Regions from separate parts of the Mus musculus genome. Here all the other regions are linked to region 2. A link is a contact called in public Micro-C and promoter capture Hi-C data. All regions are on one chromosome and are shown on one strand. Each heading gives the region's core, a stretch centred on a gene start, on an enhancer-like site or on the middle of the called end of the contact. The rest is flanking DNA. Distances are from core to core; before and after follow the strand shown. Region 1 overlaps Klf12 (Kruppel-like factor 12). Region 2 overlaps Gm34199 (a long non-coding RNA gene). Region 3 has its middle 11 kb from the start of Gm23538.

Region 1 (4,902 bases), core at 975-3,474, 350 kb after region 2:
TGACTAGTTGTGAGGCCTCGGGAACTGGCAATCCTTTGCTTATGGGATGTGTGAATCTTATCCAGTGTCAACCAACCTTAGCTAGAGGTACCCACTGTGTTGGCGTGGGCATTAAATGAGCATCATAATGCCGGCGCTTAGCAAGGTCCATAGGAAATACGCAAATGGTGGGCATTTTAGTTGTTAACAGAAGGATGAGGAAATTGAAATGGTAACTTAGGCACATGCACTATTCTAACCCAGTACGTGTGTGCGAACTTTACTCAGAATGAGAGGGAGGACCTAGTAGTTTCGCTGGAGTTTCTGCACAGGTTTTGGAATTGTTATCTACCTAGTAGTTTAATCACCACATCTATGGTGGGGTTGACAAAGCAAATACTGCTGTCACTTTATTTTTTAATGTTTGGTAGTGTGGTAGAAATGACACAATGGGAGGTCACCTCCTCCGAGGTATTCTTTTATGTAGAAGCTCAAGTTGCCTGTAATCTGATTCTGTTGCTTCTCCTGCTGGTTAGCACACCCACCGTGTGGGCGGTACTCTGTGCATTGAGCGTGTTTGCCTGGGAAACCTGTACGAATCTGCTATAAAGTTATGGCAACATTTAGTGCAGTGCATTCTGCATTCTGAACTGTTTGTCCATCTCTGACATCACTTTCAAAATGAGACAGCTACAACTGAGGTCTCTTCACCCATAGCCGTATATATTATGAAGAAGATACTTATATTTAAGCAACTATATCCTGGACCATCAGAGAACAAAACAAACACCATTAGGAACTTTCTGGTTAGCAATTAAATATAGAGATTAAACAGTTGGGCAATGACTCTCCAGGCCTTCGCTATTCCAGTTGTCTCACAGTCTGGAGGAGGGAGAAGAAAAGTCCTGCGCTGTAGGGTAGAACAATTTGTAGAAGCTGACCTAGGGGTCATGTCCATTCCATGGATGCCCGAGTCACTGTCACTGCAGTTCAGACCTTCTTGCTGCACATCAGTTCTGAGTATGTTGCGGTGCTTGAATCAGTCACCCCTGTGCTCCTATGACGTTTGACCAAGAAAACTGCCATCTGTGGGAGTACTGTGGCACAAGGCTTACTTGGAAGGTAGATATATCCAAAGCGACATTCTCATTAACTTTACATGGATTTGTATAATAATCAAGTAATTATTATTATAAATTTTGTGGTACTTTTGATAAAATCCACTCATAAGAAACAAGGTATACATGCTGTATATAAGTATATAGTTTTATACATATATATATATATAGTATAAATTATAAATCTGAGGGACATATACCATCAAAATATTGATCCAACATAAGTATACAAATAGCTCCAGGACAAGATTGATGGTGATATCATTGTGTTTACCTCTTGGGGTTCACCGGACCCATTGATTCCATAGCCAATATGTTTTCATTGAGATCGTAGCAAGATATGTTTGACAGCAACTTCAAACTGTCAGAACCCACTGTATACTTAAATTCTGCAGTCATCTGACATCCTATGTGTCTGGACTTGTTTGTTAAGATGTAGCTACCAGTACGTTAGAAGTGTCTTCACTCTGTCTGACTACTGGATGCTGTATCACTTCCCCCCAGCGCCTTCCTGGTGATGGTTCAGAGTGTTGGGGCTCTCAGTGCTCCTTAAGTCTTTTAAGTGGGGTTAGAATCCTAGGGGTAGAGATTAATATGATTCATTTGTGAATGTGGCAATGTTGTCTGCACTAATTATCAATCATTTTACTGACCGAAAGAACTCGGCTATGGGGGCTGTGTTTCCCAGCTGGGAACATTGCTGTCTATGTTGTTGGTTATGGTTGTGGCTGGGCATGTTTCTGAAAAAGCATAGAAATGGGGTTATTCCCAAGGAAAATTGGACTTTATTAAAACATATGTGCACACACACACAAACTTATGGACCCTGGCTAAATAGACCCAGTTAGGATTTCAGATTTTCACTTCAAAGCCCTGGCTAGCTTGCAGTTTTTAAACTGCTAAGTTTATCACAGCAAGTGGAGACAGTGGTTAGAGTACACCAGCTGTAAATTGGTCCAGAACACTAAAAGGGACATTAGCCTCTAATCAGACTCTAACAGTTCATTAAGCCTTCCTTTCCAGCCAGTCCTTCCCCTCCCCACCCCCACCCCCACACTAATGTACAGCTTGGCCCAGCCTTCCCTTATAAGGTATCTTTTCCCCTTCTCAGCTGGGTAAGGCTGCTCCAGGGTAGGAAACTCATCCTTCACTGACTACTAAGGAAACGACCTTGGGAGGCTTTGTGGGGGGAGATTCCCAGAGCTGCTGAAAGAAGCTAGCTGAGTGGTGGAGGGCTGTAGAGCCACACATCCCCCCCCCCAGAGTAGCTGGTAATGCTGCAAACTGGAGGCAACAAGCTACAAGTTCTAATCTGAGAACTTCATGTGTAACGGATACCCACCCATCCCACCCCCGCCTTGAAGAAAGGATTCTAAGTTTGGAAGACGTTAACTGGGTACACCAGCGATATCTAGCAATATTGTACCTGCTTTTGCCTGCATCTGTTAGAATGTGAAATACTGGCAAAATATGGTCAACGCTGTGTACTTCCGGGAAAACCTGACAGGAAGTCTTAGTAAGCCAGGAGATGTGATCTTTTTGAATGTTCCTTGTGACTAAGGAGAGCTAGGGCAGCTTGCCATTTTCTTCTTGTTGGTTTTCTCAAAGAAACTATTTGCCAGGAGAGGCTTTCGAAGTTGTACTTCTTAGAATATTCTCATTAGGGAGCCCTTCACTGGTTCTGCGTGTGCCCTGTTGGTAGAATTTGGTAATAAAATCTCCCCTGTGATTTGTTGGAATGGCGTACTTATTTAACTTTTTCACGAAAACCAGCTGCCTGAAAAGTGAAAAACATCAAACTCCGGAAATAATACTACCTTTTATCACCCTGTAGGCAAGTATTTAGGAACTGCATAGATAGATAGATAGATAGATAGATATAGATATAGTATATATAATATATATAATATATATAATATATATACACACACATATATAAGCATATACATATACATTATACATACAAATATATATGCATAGACATATATATGCATATACACAGATTTGGTGTACTCACCAATTAACAAATGTTGAGATGTATTTTTAATAAGTTGATAAGATTAACCCACAAGAAACAAGTTATATGCACATTTGGGAATATATATTTGTATGTATATAATACAAATTTATACATGTATATGTATAATTCTTTTATCACACACACAGACACAAACACACACATATGCATACCCACTTAGTAAGATCTCTTCAGTGTCCTGTCACCTCTCTAAGGCCACTGAGCACAGAGACTTCCCTGAAACCTCAGGATCAGTCATGTCAACTCCATGAGTTGATTCAGCTTCTCGAGTTGAAGTTGGCATATTTGGGATGTGTTTTACAAGTCAATTTGGGTCCCGCTTGTGTGTCTTTCTGATTGCCTGTGTAGATGTCTGATCCAGAAAGTACCTAAAGCAGAGAGAATTGGTGAAACATAAACTGGATTTCATCTTCTCCTCAGCTCATGAACTCTTTTGAGCCACAGGTTCAATGTAGCTTTTCTTTAGAGGCAATAACCTGAGCCAAAAAATGTGTAAGAATAACGTCCTGTTCCTTATTGATGTCACTTACCTGTTCCCTTTGAAATTAAAACCCACGTTGGTTCTTTTAAAATAGTTTCTTGGGAGCTAATATGTAGGAATTTTCATTTGCTCATAATTGGCATAGTATAAAATTTCAACAAATCTAGGATTATATTATTTTGTCTTGAGATTATTCAGGCTTAGACAATATAAGTTTTTGTTTGTTTGTTTGTTTTCTGGTTTTTCTCTAATCTGACTTTTCATTTATGGCTCTGTACACAAGACAGCTGGCAGAACTAAGGATAAGAGAAAGAACCTTGCCGTGTATTTCCTCCCACTATTGAGAAGGTGTGATAAATTTTCCAGCCCCATATAAATTAATGTAATGCTTCCACACCGCAGTTTATTATGGCCTGACCTCCAACCCAGGGGTCAGAGAGTCACATTGATTTAGTCAACTTCCTAGTCATTATTTCAAATGAAAGTTCACATAGGAGGATAATTGGTCATGCTGATATCCTCATTTAATTAGGCTCCATTCTTGAAGAATTAGGTCAGCAACACTTGAGGGTTGGCAATGAAGGAAGACTCCCAGGGATGGCCTCTTCTGGCGCTGCTTCGGAACTGAATCTCACTCTTTCTTCTATCCTCAGAATCTCAGCGCCCTTGAGAACAGAATGCTAATGCTTGATGGAATGCCGGCAGTCAGAGTCAAAACCGAGCTTGTGGAATCTGAACAAGGGGTAAGCAGAGACCTCCGCAGAGGCCCCCTCCCTCTCATGACTGGCCCATTCACTTGCAGAGTTGCCCTGTCTCTTTTGTCCCCTGCCTAAGGAATCACCTGAGCCTGTCTGTGGTTGACTCTCATCCACTTGCAGCCTTAGACACCAGCATCCCCTTTGAGGTGTTCTGAAACTTAGGACTTCATGATGCACCTGAGGAGACAGACCCTTGTGGCTGAGTGAAAATTGCTGCATGCAAAGCTACCAAATCCAGAGTAAAGAGAAAGTATTGAATGTAAGATGGGAGTGTAACTCCTCAGTGTAAAATTCTAAGTTAGGAAATGGCAGAGAATAGGCATGGGAGTGCTAACTGTTGGTTAAATGGATTTCTTGGTTGTATTGTATCTAGTGCTTCTCCCTGATATTTAAAACTGTTCCAATTCTAGATGGTTGAGAAAATCGGGACAGTTAATGTGAAAAGTACCCAAAAGCATAGCTAAATTCATAAATTAATTTATGGATACAGGGTACCTAGGAACACAGAATTCATATGAAACCACAATT
Region 2 (4,729 bases), core at 2,115-4,614:
CAACATACGTGAAAAAAAGCAACTTAAGGAAGCAGAGCGTCATTCTGATTCATTGCTTCAGAGGACAGGGCAGGCCTGGTAGCCAAGGCAGCTCTATTAGTGCTAAGGGATTGCGGTATGACCCTTCACATGTTACACTTGGATACAGAGCCAGATTAAAACCAGAGGTGAACACAATCTTTAAGGACCTACGTTTATCAGCCTAGATCTGCCAACTGGACTCCACATCCTAAAGGGTTGACAATCTCCCAAAACAGCAATATTTGCAGACCAAATATTCAAACACACAAACTCAAAGGACATCAAACTCAGCCCAAAGAATTGGTATTTTTCTAGTTCTTCCTAGTTTGAATCATTCTTGCTAATTTGTGCACCTGTCGGCCCCCTCCCTCCCCCCAACATGTCTCTGAAAACACATACATCCAGTCAGGAATGTCTGCTGCAGACACACTCAAGCATCCACTCCCTCCCCAGGAACCCCTTGCTTCTCCTTTGTGCCCATTAGAAACTACCTGGTCCTTTAATGCCCTGCCCTCCTCACTGGAGCATTTACTGTGCTGTCTTGGCAGTGGCGCAGATTAACCTCTGGGTCTGCGCTCTGCTTTACTACCTAAGTGTGGACAGCTCAAGTTCGTCTTTGGTCCTTTGAGGCTCTGACTTTGCTTGGTGAGGATGACCCCGAGCCCTCTCCTCTCCGCACACAGCAAGGCTTTGGAGCATCCACATTTACCTCTGACCTCCCACTCACATCTGTGTCTCGTGCTAACCAGAACCTTCCTCTTCTTCCTTTAGTAGGCTGGTTAATGCCTAACCCATGAATAACTAATCTACCTGCACTTCAAGGGAGTATGGTTTTTCCAAGCTGGCTTGGAGGAGTTTCTCCAGAAAAAGCCCTGGAGTTTGAGTGATCTGAGACACATTTTAATGATATAAAATTTAATTGATTTAAAACTCTAAACCACTTAAGACAAAAATAAGCCATGCAGGTCTTCCTTTCTCCAAGGACCTCAGTCCTACACAGTAAGAAAGCTTAGATCCAGTGCTTTTAAGGAAGCTCTGCTCCATGAAAGACTACATTGCAAAATAACCCAAATAAGTTTGCTTGTTTTCCATTAAATCAGAGGGACAGTACTAAGACAAGGTGTTCTCACTATGGGTGCAATCAATGAAGCATCCTTTCTCACACTGTCCCTGACTTGTTAGATGGACCACGGGATGCCCTGTAGGCAGGGCCTGAACTATAAAGTCTGCTATATTTGTTTTCAGAACAAATGTTTAAAATGTTCACTTTCCAGCAGTTTATGGAGGTACAAACACTAAATGGGGGGGGGGGGGGAATCTGAGTATGTAAAAAAAAAAACGCAGTGCCTAAAACTCTCCAGAAGTACTTAGAATGGCAGGGCTTTTAACCAATGAAATGTAAGATTAAAGGCACACATTGTTACCATTCAGCAAATAATAAGAAGCAGGTATAAGTATGACATCACTGAAAGCTGCTCTCATTGGCCATCTCTCTGTGTGCCGTTACTGTTCTATTTGTGGAAGCAGCAGCCTTATTCAAATTAACCTTTCCACACAGTGGGGGCGGGGTGAGTAATACACTCTGCAGTACTTCCCCTGAAGGTGATGTGCTCTTGCCTTCAGCGTACACTGCCTCTGAGCAGGCAAAATAAAAATAAATTCAGCTGTGGCAGGGCTTCAGAGAGAGCCGCTGCTGGAATTAGATCAGGTCAGCTGAAGGAATCTGTGCCTGAGTTACAACAAATTTCTGAATTTTCTCTTTGCTCGATCTCGTTCCTGCCCTGTTATTTCCCCATGTCTCATTCCTGTCCTCAACTGGCTGCAGAGACTAAACTTGGTAGGCCTCCAACGGATCACTGGAGGGAGCAATGTCTTTGAATACAAATGTCTCTGTCCTGCGCTGTGTGGGGGTCTAGCAGACAGGTCACATTAACAGATGGTTTTCTGAAATTGTAGAAATCCTCAGGAGAACGGGTCTGATGAGATAATTTAATCACATTTACTGTAGGCTGAGGGACTGTCATTCTGTATCCTGTGACAGTTATGTAAGCCGGGGCCTCTAGCTACATTCGTGACATAGGGGAGGCTCTGCTCTGCCTTTCGCTCTTAGAACTTTCCCTCAGCTTTGCAGGAAAAAAGTCCAGCATCAAGGCAAGGTTCTTGATCTTATCAGTGGCCCTTCTTAGTCTCAAGAACTTTGCAGTTTGGCCAGAATAAATGGTTATAGGTCCTGGTCCTTTTTATTTGGGCCTCATCACACTCCTGTCTTCTTGTTCCTTGTGATCTTTGAAGGTCTGTCATCATGTACTTCTGAACTCCACCTTGAAGAATATTGGCTTCAGCCATGGTATGTCTTCAGTGTTTATAGACATCTCTTTCACGGCCTTGCCCACCACCTCTTTCCTTACCCTCAACTCTTCTCTGCTTGTCAAAGTCAAATCCGAAATGCAAGTGAGCAACACCACAGAGACAGGAAGTTTGGCAAAGGGAGTTGGATTTCAGGTCAGAGCACAAGTTGGCTCATGCCAAAAGTTCCCTACCATCATTTAGTGAAAGGGATGATAACCTTACAGCGGTACTGAAGGATACCTCCTTTAACCGGTGCTGGAACCCGAGAGTACAGTCCATGAAGACTCATTAAAAAAAGATAATAAAAATCGAGTAAAATATTAAAGAAAACACGTGTTAGAAACAGCACTGGTGGTTGGGGTATATTTTTATTTACTCACAACCCAGCCCCATCTATGTTTATTTTCTTTTATTCAATTTATTTTATTTTATTTTGTTTCCATGTTATTATTAGCTCCTTTAAATGTATCTGGATGCTGTAGCTGCGGCTGGGTTCTGAAGAACACATCCAAGATTCAGAAAGTAGCTTGTGTGCTGACGACTACGGCAAAACGTGTTCCTATGTTGTTTCTTAAAGGGGCTCAATAATATAGAAGGTTGAATACTGAGGATGCTGGGAAATTTGTTGGCCAGTGGAAAGTAGGTGCTACAGACAGACAGATGGACAGATGGACAGACAGGCGGACAATCAGACAGCCAGACAGGGGAACAAAAAGGATGCGACACAGGTTCCAAGTCCTTCCACTCTAGTGCTCAGAGCCCCTTCCTGCCACACCCTGCAGCTCACTGCCACCAAGAGTCATGTTGAGCTACTTTCTTCTGACAATACAGGAGTCTAGACAGATTAGCAGAGCTTTGGGTGCCTCTATACCCACGGGCATTAGGTTTCTTAACTTTCATTTCTTGACTCTGCCCCTTTCCTGTCTAGCCCTACCCAGACCTTCCTTTGAAATCAGACCATTTCTGGGCACACCTAGCCAGCCACCCCCACTGAGAGGAGCTCCGGAGGCTGCCTTTTGACCTGGCACTGCACCTGGTTCCAGCTCCTGGTGCCTGAGAGCCGCATTGTTCCTGGGTTAAATGAAGTTTTGGGGAAATGACTTTCAGATGTGAGCATCCCCCTCTGGGGCTGGCTTACCCTCCTGCGCTGCCTCCCTGACGTTTGGAATCCCATAAAAAAAATCATCTTTGTTTGGCTCGGGATGAAAAAAAAAAGACTCATGAGATAACATCTTAGATGACATGGGCTGACAAAATCCGAAATACTTCATATTGTGACCACCACCGAATAACTTAATTACTGCCTTTTTCTTGCGCTTACCTTTTTAGTTTGCTTCTTATGTGGTAACTCTCCCATCCCCGGGGTTATTTTAGTCAGTGGCCACAAATTACTGTGACTTTCTTTATCTGAACTCTGATCAGAAAACTGCCTAGTTCTCCTCAGTGTGTTGGGTGGATGGTGCTTTTTTTCCCCTCTCCTCTCCCCTCCCCTTCAAACCAGAAAAGTAGCTGCTGAAAGCTGAACGGTTGCCATGACAACCTCTTGGCAGCTTCCTAGGCGAGTAACAGTGTTGATTTCCCCCGGCGGGTGGGAGGGGGTGGAGCTCTAAGGAGGTAAAGAAAGGTTACTGTGCACTTAGTTAATATGCAAAACCACTTACACAGTGCTGGGTGAGCAATGAATAAGTGCAAACAAAGCCACGCTTGATCAGCTAACATGGACTTTGCACACAAGTACATCTGTCCAAGGATGCAGATGTTGGCTCAGAGGGAAATTTTGCCATTGGACAGGAAAGGACAGAAGAGGTCACACTCCAAGAGGTTAAACAGGATTTCTGTAGTGGTTGGAGAGTGTGGATGAAGTAAAGAAAGCAGGGTTTTAATTGCCTTTTTCCTTTTTTTTTTTTCCTCTTTGTTCAAAGAAAAACATAACGCTCTGAATTGCAGGATGGTGTTTTCCCTGAAAATCTAACACACTGAAGTTCAAGTTTGCATCAATTAAACTCTATGTAAGATAAACCAATATGTTCAGATATACGCAAGTATAGCATAATTTGGTTTGTGCTTGAACAAAACATACGGCTGAATGGCATCGTTCACCCCAGAGTTTACAGACAAAGAAGCAGTTTAGTAACTTAGGGCTGGGGGGGGGGGGGGGTTGCCGAATGTTGAAATTTTCTCTGTCTCTCTCTGTCTTTCCATTTCTCTGTCAGTGTCTCTGCCTCCTTTCCCTTTCTCCCTCTCCCTCTCCTTCTCCCTCCCTTCTCACCCCAGCACTCTTTTCCATGCCTTGCTTTGGTAGCTTCTTGTTTGATTCCTGGGGCCTAGGCAGAGGAACTCAGGAACCGTGAGAATAGGC
Region 3 (4,661 bases), core at 449-2,948, 290 kb before region 2:
CATCTTAAGTACTGATTTGTTTTCCTTTTTGCATTCATCCTACCCATTTCTAATTCTACTAATTGTATTAGGAGCCCAACAGGGCAGAAATAGGCTTCACTTCAGAGGTCATTGTTTGACAGTGAAAACAGTCATTGGAATATTGAAATAGGCCCAAAAATTATTAGAAGCACCAAAGGGGACCATTGTAGCAATTCTAAATTTTCTGCAGATTTCCCCCTCGAAGGTTATAAATACCCTTAGAAAGCCATGCGAATTTTATCACAGCAGCTCAGGGGCAATGTTTACTTCTTTCTCAGCTGAGATATTTCTGTAAACAATAGGTCCTCCTGAGAAAGCCGGATTCCCAATGTGCTTGATAACAGTTTGCTGTTTGTCAAATTGGCAAGTTGGGCAGTGTTCTGCTTTTCTCTCTGACAGGAACTATTGCTTCCTTCCAGGAGAGTGAACCGATTTCAAAGCAAGACAGACAATGAACAAGGGGCTTCACCTACAGAACCTCATAGTGTCTGAGGTCTTTGAAACCTTTAATGTGTCTCCACATATTCCACAGATGAGCATCGATAGTTCAAATTTGCTTGATTAAAAGTAAGAATTGAGGACTGGGCTTCCCTTTGAAAAGATTGCCTGTACGGTTGGGGCTTAGGTATATGTTATTAGTTTCCTTCTGAAGGATATACAATTGATACTTAACTCAAAAGTATGGACAGATGATTATTAATGGTGATTTTAAAATCAAGACTCTAGCTTAGACACTTTCCAAAGCTGGGCTGTTTAATCTGAACAGATGCTTTCTGCAGGAGAGCCGCGAGACATCAATCCAACCTGTTCCTTTTTATGGTCCGTCCCATTATCTGTTCTCCCATAATTTGTATGCACATTTTTGCCTTCGATCTCTCAGCTCGAAAGTCCTCATTCAGACCGTGGCTGGAACAGACAAATCAGGAGGCTTCGGCACACAGGTGCCATTACCTATGATGCATTTGAATCCATGCAAATGTCAAGATGTAGCTGCAGAAAGGTTACCTCCCCACACTGCGGGGGGGAAAATCACTCTGCCAAGTGCCAAACTTTTATGTGCGCTGTCTTTTTCTTAGCCAGTGTGTGAGTGGGGGTGGGGGTGGAGTTGGGGGTGGGTGGAGGGGTCAATCAGGGAAACTGATCCCTAAATTGGTGTCTCCTGAAAAAAGGCAAACTTTATTCAGAAGGTTCAGACCTTCACCTATGGCCAGCATGGGCGGGTTTGTTTTGCGATGGTCCATCTTTGAAGATTAGGACTTTTATCTTGTGTCTGGTAAACAGTTTCAGTCTTAGAATGGACAGTCCTATGCTTGATGCACTCGGCTTGAAAGTCAAGGGCCCCATTTGTCTGGATTCTTCATAGATGTCTGGGATCTTTACCTCTTTTCAGACTCGGAAGACCTTATTTCGAATTATCCCACTCCAGAGGAAAACAGGTGAAGCAGAGGCCCTTTCAGGGGCTCTGCACACAGGGAGGCTGCAGTCTAGAGAGACTCCGAGGAAGTCTCTTTTGCTCCCGCTGCTTTCCGCTATTTTGTTCCGCTCACCAGTTGGGAGGAGAGGTGGGGACACACACGCTGGCTTTCTCTCCAAGGCGCAGCTGAGACCTTTAGGAAATCACTGCGGAGGCAGAAGCGGCAAGGCGCTATTTTTAGCTCCAAATTGATTCAGCTGCAGTCCCTGCTGCCTCTGACTTCATTGCCTCCCGGCCCACCCCTTGCTGTCCTCACTCCCAGCTTCAGCTTGACTTCCTGTGCCGCCCCTTTTTCCACCCCACCCCCCACCCTCCCCACCCCGTGCTGTTAGCTCCCTCCCTCCCTCTCCCTCCAGTCCCGGGCAAGGCTGGGCACGGGCTGGCTGCTAGTAAGTCCAGTTTATAGGGAAAGCTACAAGGACTGATAGTGCCTCAGGCTGTGACATCCCTCAGAGGCTGCAGCTGGCCAAGAGCAGAGCCTCTCCGGGTTCAGCCATCCTCGATTGTTCACCCCTACCCTTGCCCTTGGGACAGAGTTCCAAGAAGAAAGTTCTTCAGTTGCAATGCTGTGCTCCGGAACATCTGCCAAGTGTGTCCCATCTGGCCAAGGTCTACGCTTTCAAACATTATGCTAGGAAGAAAGGGCAGACACTGGGTGGCTTTTCTTCTTCCTCAGGATGTCTGTACAGATGAGCCTGGAAAGGGTCGCTTGCTGAGAGGAAGGGTGAGGAACAAGCAAGGCAGTACAGGCCACCTGCCTTTGTTTGCATGTGGGGTTAGCAGTGACCCCCTTCCTCTGACCCTGAAGGCCAGGGTAATTCCAAAGTCAAGTGGGGGCCTATTCATTTTCTATTTATGACTCCATTTTCTATGTCTAGTAAGTAAGGCAATGGCCCTCAGAAACCCTAGCTGCACTAACATACATTACGAGTAAAAATGTAGATGTCAAACGGGAAGAACATAAGAATGCTTATAAGCTAAGGATTAGATGGTTCCCAAGTCCTTTGTTAATTGTCCAACTAAGACCTCGATGGTGCACAGCCTGGGAAACTTGTGCACTCTGCTTGAGTGGAAAAGAGGCAGCCACTTCCACTCCCGTAATGTGTTAGAATCGAATCTGGCTCTGGCAGCACTAACAAATAGCTGAGCCATCCGTCCTCAGGAGGCCAATTAAACCTAAAGTAACAATGAACACAGAGAAAGGAAATTTATTCAGTGAGGCACACTGGGAAGAGGAACAAAGTCCATCTTCCAGGTCCTGTCATAGGGTGTAGGTTTAAATGGATGGTAGGATATATGCATGATTGGGCAGTCCAAGTCAATGTGTAGGCATGGCACCATTGACCCATCTGCACTACGGTTTGTCATCACTATGAAATCTCTCTCTCTCTCTCTGTGTCTCTCTCTCTCTGTCTCTCTCTCTGTCTCTCTCTCTGTCTCTCTCTCTGTCTCTCTCTCTGTCTCTCTCTCTGTCTCTCTCTCTCTCTGTCTCTCTCTCTCTCTGTCTCTCTCTCTCTCTGTCTCTCTCTCTCTCTGTCTCTCTCTCTCTCTGTCTCTCTCTCTGTCTCTCTCTGTGTCTCTCTCTGTCTCTCTCTGTTTCTCTCTCTGTCTCTCTCTCTCTGTCTCTCTCTCTCTGTCTCTCTCTCTCTGTGTCTCTCTCTCTCTGTCTCTCTCTCTCTGTCTCTCTCTCTCTGTCTCTCTCTCTCTGTCTCTCTCTCTCTGTCTCTCTCTCTCTGTCTCTCTCTCTCTGTGTCTCTCTCTCTCTGTCTCTCTCTGACTGTCCTGGAACTCACTTTGTAGACCAAGCTGGCCTTGAACTCAGAAATCTACCTGCCTCTGCCTCCCAAGTGCTGGGATTAAAGGCATGCGCCACCACCGCCCTCCTTGAAATCTCTTCTTGGAAGACAAGTTTCTCCTCCCAGCACCAGATTCCTGAGGAAACTCCCAGAGGCCATCATTTCAACAGCTGGTAACAAAAGAGAGATTCACACTTGTCTCTCCTTAGAATGTTTAAATGTCTGCCAATACAAAAGTGGTGGTAATCTCTCAGTAAAGACCTTTGAATAAAATAGCTGGTGTTCTAGGGATGCTGATGCAAATAGGACCCTCACTAGGAGTGTGTGCATCCCTAAGATTTATGTATTGAAACAGAATCATCACTACAAACAGTTAGGAGAGGTGGCCTTAGTAAGTAAGCAACGGACTCATGGCAGCAAAGCCTTCATGAATGGGATTAGCAGGGAAATGAGTTCATCATTTGTTTCTCTCTGCCCAAGTGAACACTCCATCTTTGTCCCCTCTTCAGGATGCATCATCAAGGAACCTCCTTAGAAGCAGAAAGAAAGTAGCAATCACAGAACCTTCTCATTCTTTTGACACAGGACACCAAACCTGTCCATTGCCTTGACCTTGGACTTCTAGCCTCTAGTACAGTAAGAAATAAACTCTGGTTGTTTATAATTCCCCAGTTTATGATATTTTGTTATAGCAAGACAAATGGACTAAGGTGCTACCAGATAGAGCATGTCTCTTAATAGAGAAGATAAGATATGAGCAAGCAAATGAAACATGGTAGGTAAGAAAACTAGGAGGATGTCCAAATAGGAGCACAAAGGTTGGTTTCAAGGATGAAATGATCTGTGTATTAGATAAGAACAAGTTGCTGGTTTTAGATGTAGAATGATAAAGGCATTAAGCATTCTAGGTCTCTGTTGGGCACGACTGCCATTTCTGGCCACTTGTATCCATTTATGATTAGACTTAAATCAACTAAACCAAATTTAAAACTCAGTTCCTTAGTCACTGTTGTCAAAACTCAATACTCAGTGGCAACTTGGGGCTAGCAGCTGCCATACTGGATGGCACAGGTTCATAACTGCAGAACATGCTAGTAGACAGATCCACTCTAGAGAGAGCATCCTGAAGAAGGGCACCATGCTAGCAGAACTTAGGAAACATTCAATAAACAAAAAACAAAGAAGCAACAACAAAAAACACTAAGTGAGGTGGGACCTCTGGTGCTGAGGAGAAATGAAAGAAAGTTGTTGAAATGAAGGGGCCAGAGGCTATAGATGACCAAATGTAAGCCTCAGACATGCCGTGTGACTTAGAGGTACTGGGCCACACTATACAGTCTGCAATAGGGAAAGGATGTGAGCAGAGCCGT

What was found. Promoter capture Hi-C pulls out the DNA fragments that hold promoters and counts their contacts. Hi-C and Micro-C count contacts between places; a contact is called where the count stands out from the background.
Region 1: a contact with region 2 is called in a Micro-C map of embryonic stem cells, with 2.3 times the contacts expected there. The contact joins two enhancer-like sites. A contact is called at or near these places in 1 of 484 Hi-C or Micro-C datasets (embryonic stem cells), 4 of 115 datasets of contacts at active chromatin or transcription factors (cardiomyocytes, embryonic basal ganglia, embryonic stem cells and 1 more) and 1 of 9 other capture datasets (embryonic stem cells).
Region 3: a promoter capture Hi-C map of liver shows a contact between it and region 2, with 4 times the contacts expected there. The contact joins two enhancer-like sites. A contact is called at or near these places in 11 of 39 promoter capture datasets (the 3T3-L1 cell line, 3T3-L1-derived adipocytes, cranial neural crest and 7 more), 10 of 484 Hi-C or Micro-C datasets (the HL-1 cell line, the N1E-115 cell line, adipose-derived mesenchymal stem cells and 5 more) and 7 of 115 datasets of contacts at active chromatin or transcription factors (the 230-238 cell line, astrocytes, embryonic stem cells and 3 more).

What each region holds. Positions count from the first base shown.
Region 1 is chr14:100,109,228-100,114,129 of GRCm38.p6, reverse strand. It overlaps Klf12 (Kruppel-like factor 12), which reads left to right. Exons shown (of 7, transcript NM_010636.3): 2 at 4,270-4,359. Among named protein-coding and RNA genes, the nearest start is that of Klf12, 38 kb to the left of the region's middle. Within about 2 kb of position 2,224, at least 20 of the 459 cell types and tissues checked have an H3K27ac peak or open chromatin away from gene starts, as enhancers often do. A contact at or near this core is called in embryonic stem cells, where this site is marked.
Region 2 is chr14:100,458,501-100,463,229 of GRCm38.p6, reverse strand. The region is part of intron 5 of Gm34199 (a long non-coding RNA gene); the gene reads right to left. Among named protein-coding and RNA genes, the nearest start is that of Gm26367, 42 kb to the right of the region's middle. Within about 2 kb of position 3,364, at least 157 of the 459 cell types and tissues checked have an H3K27ac peak or open chromatin away from gene starts, as enhancers often do. A contact at or near this core is called in the 230-238 cell line, the N1E-115 cell line, astrocytes and 7 more, where this site is marked.
Region 3 is chr14:100,747,363-100,752,023 of GRCm38.p6, reverse strand. No RefSeq gene overlaps it. Among named protein-coding and RNA genes, the nearest start is that of Gm23538, 11 kb to the left of the region's middle. Within about 2 kb of position 1,698, at least 183 of the 459 cell types and tissues checked have an H3K27ac peak or open chromatin away from gene starts, as enhancers often do. A contact at or near this core is called in the 230-238 cell line, the N1E-115 cell line, astrocytes and 6 more, where this site is marked.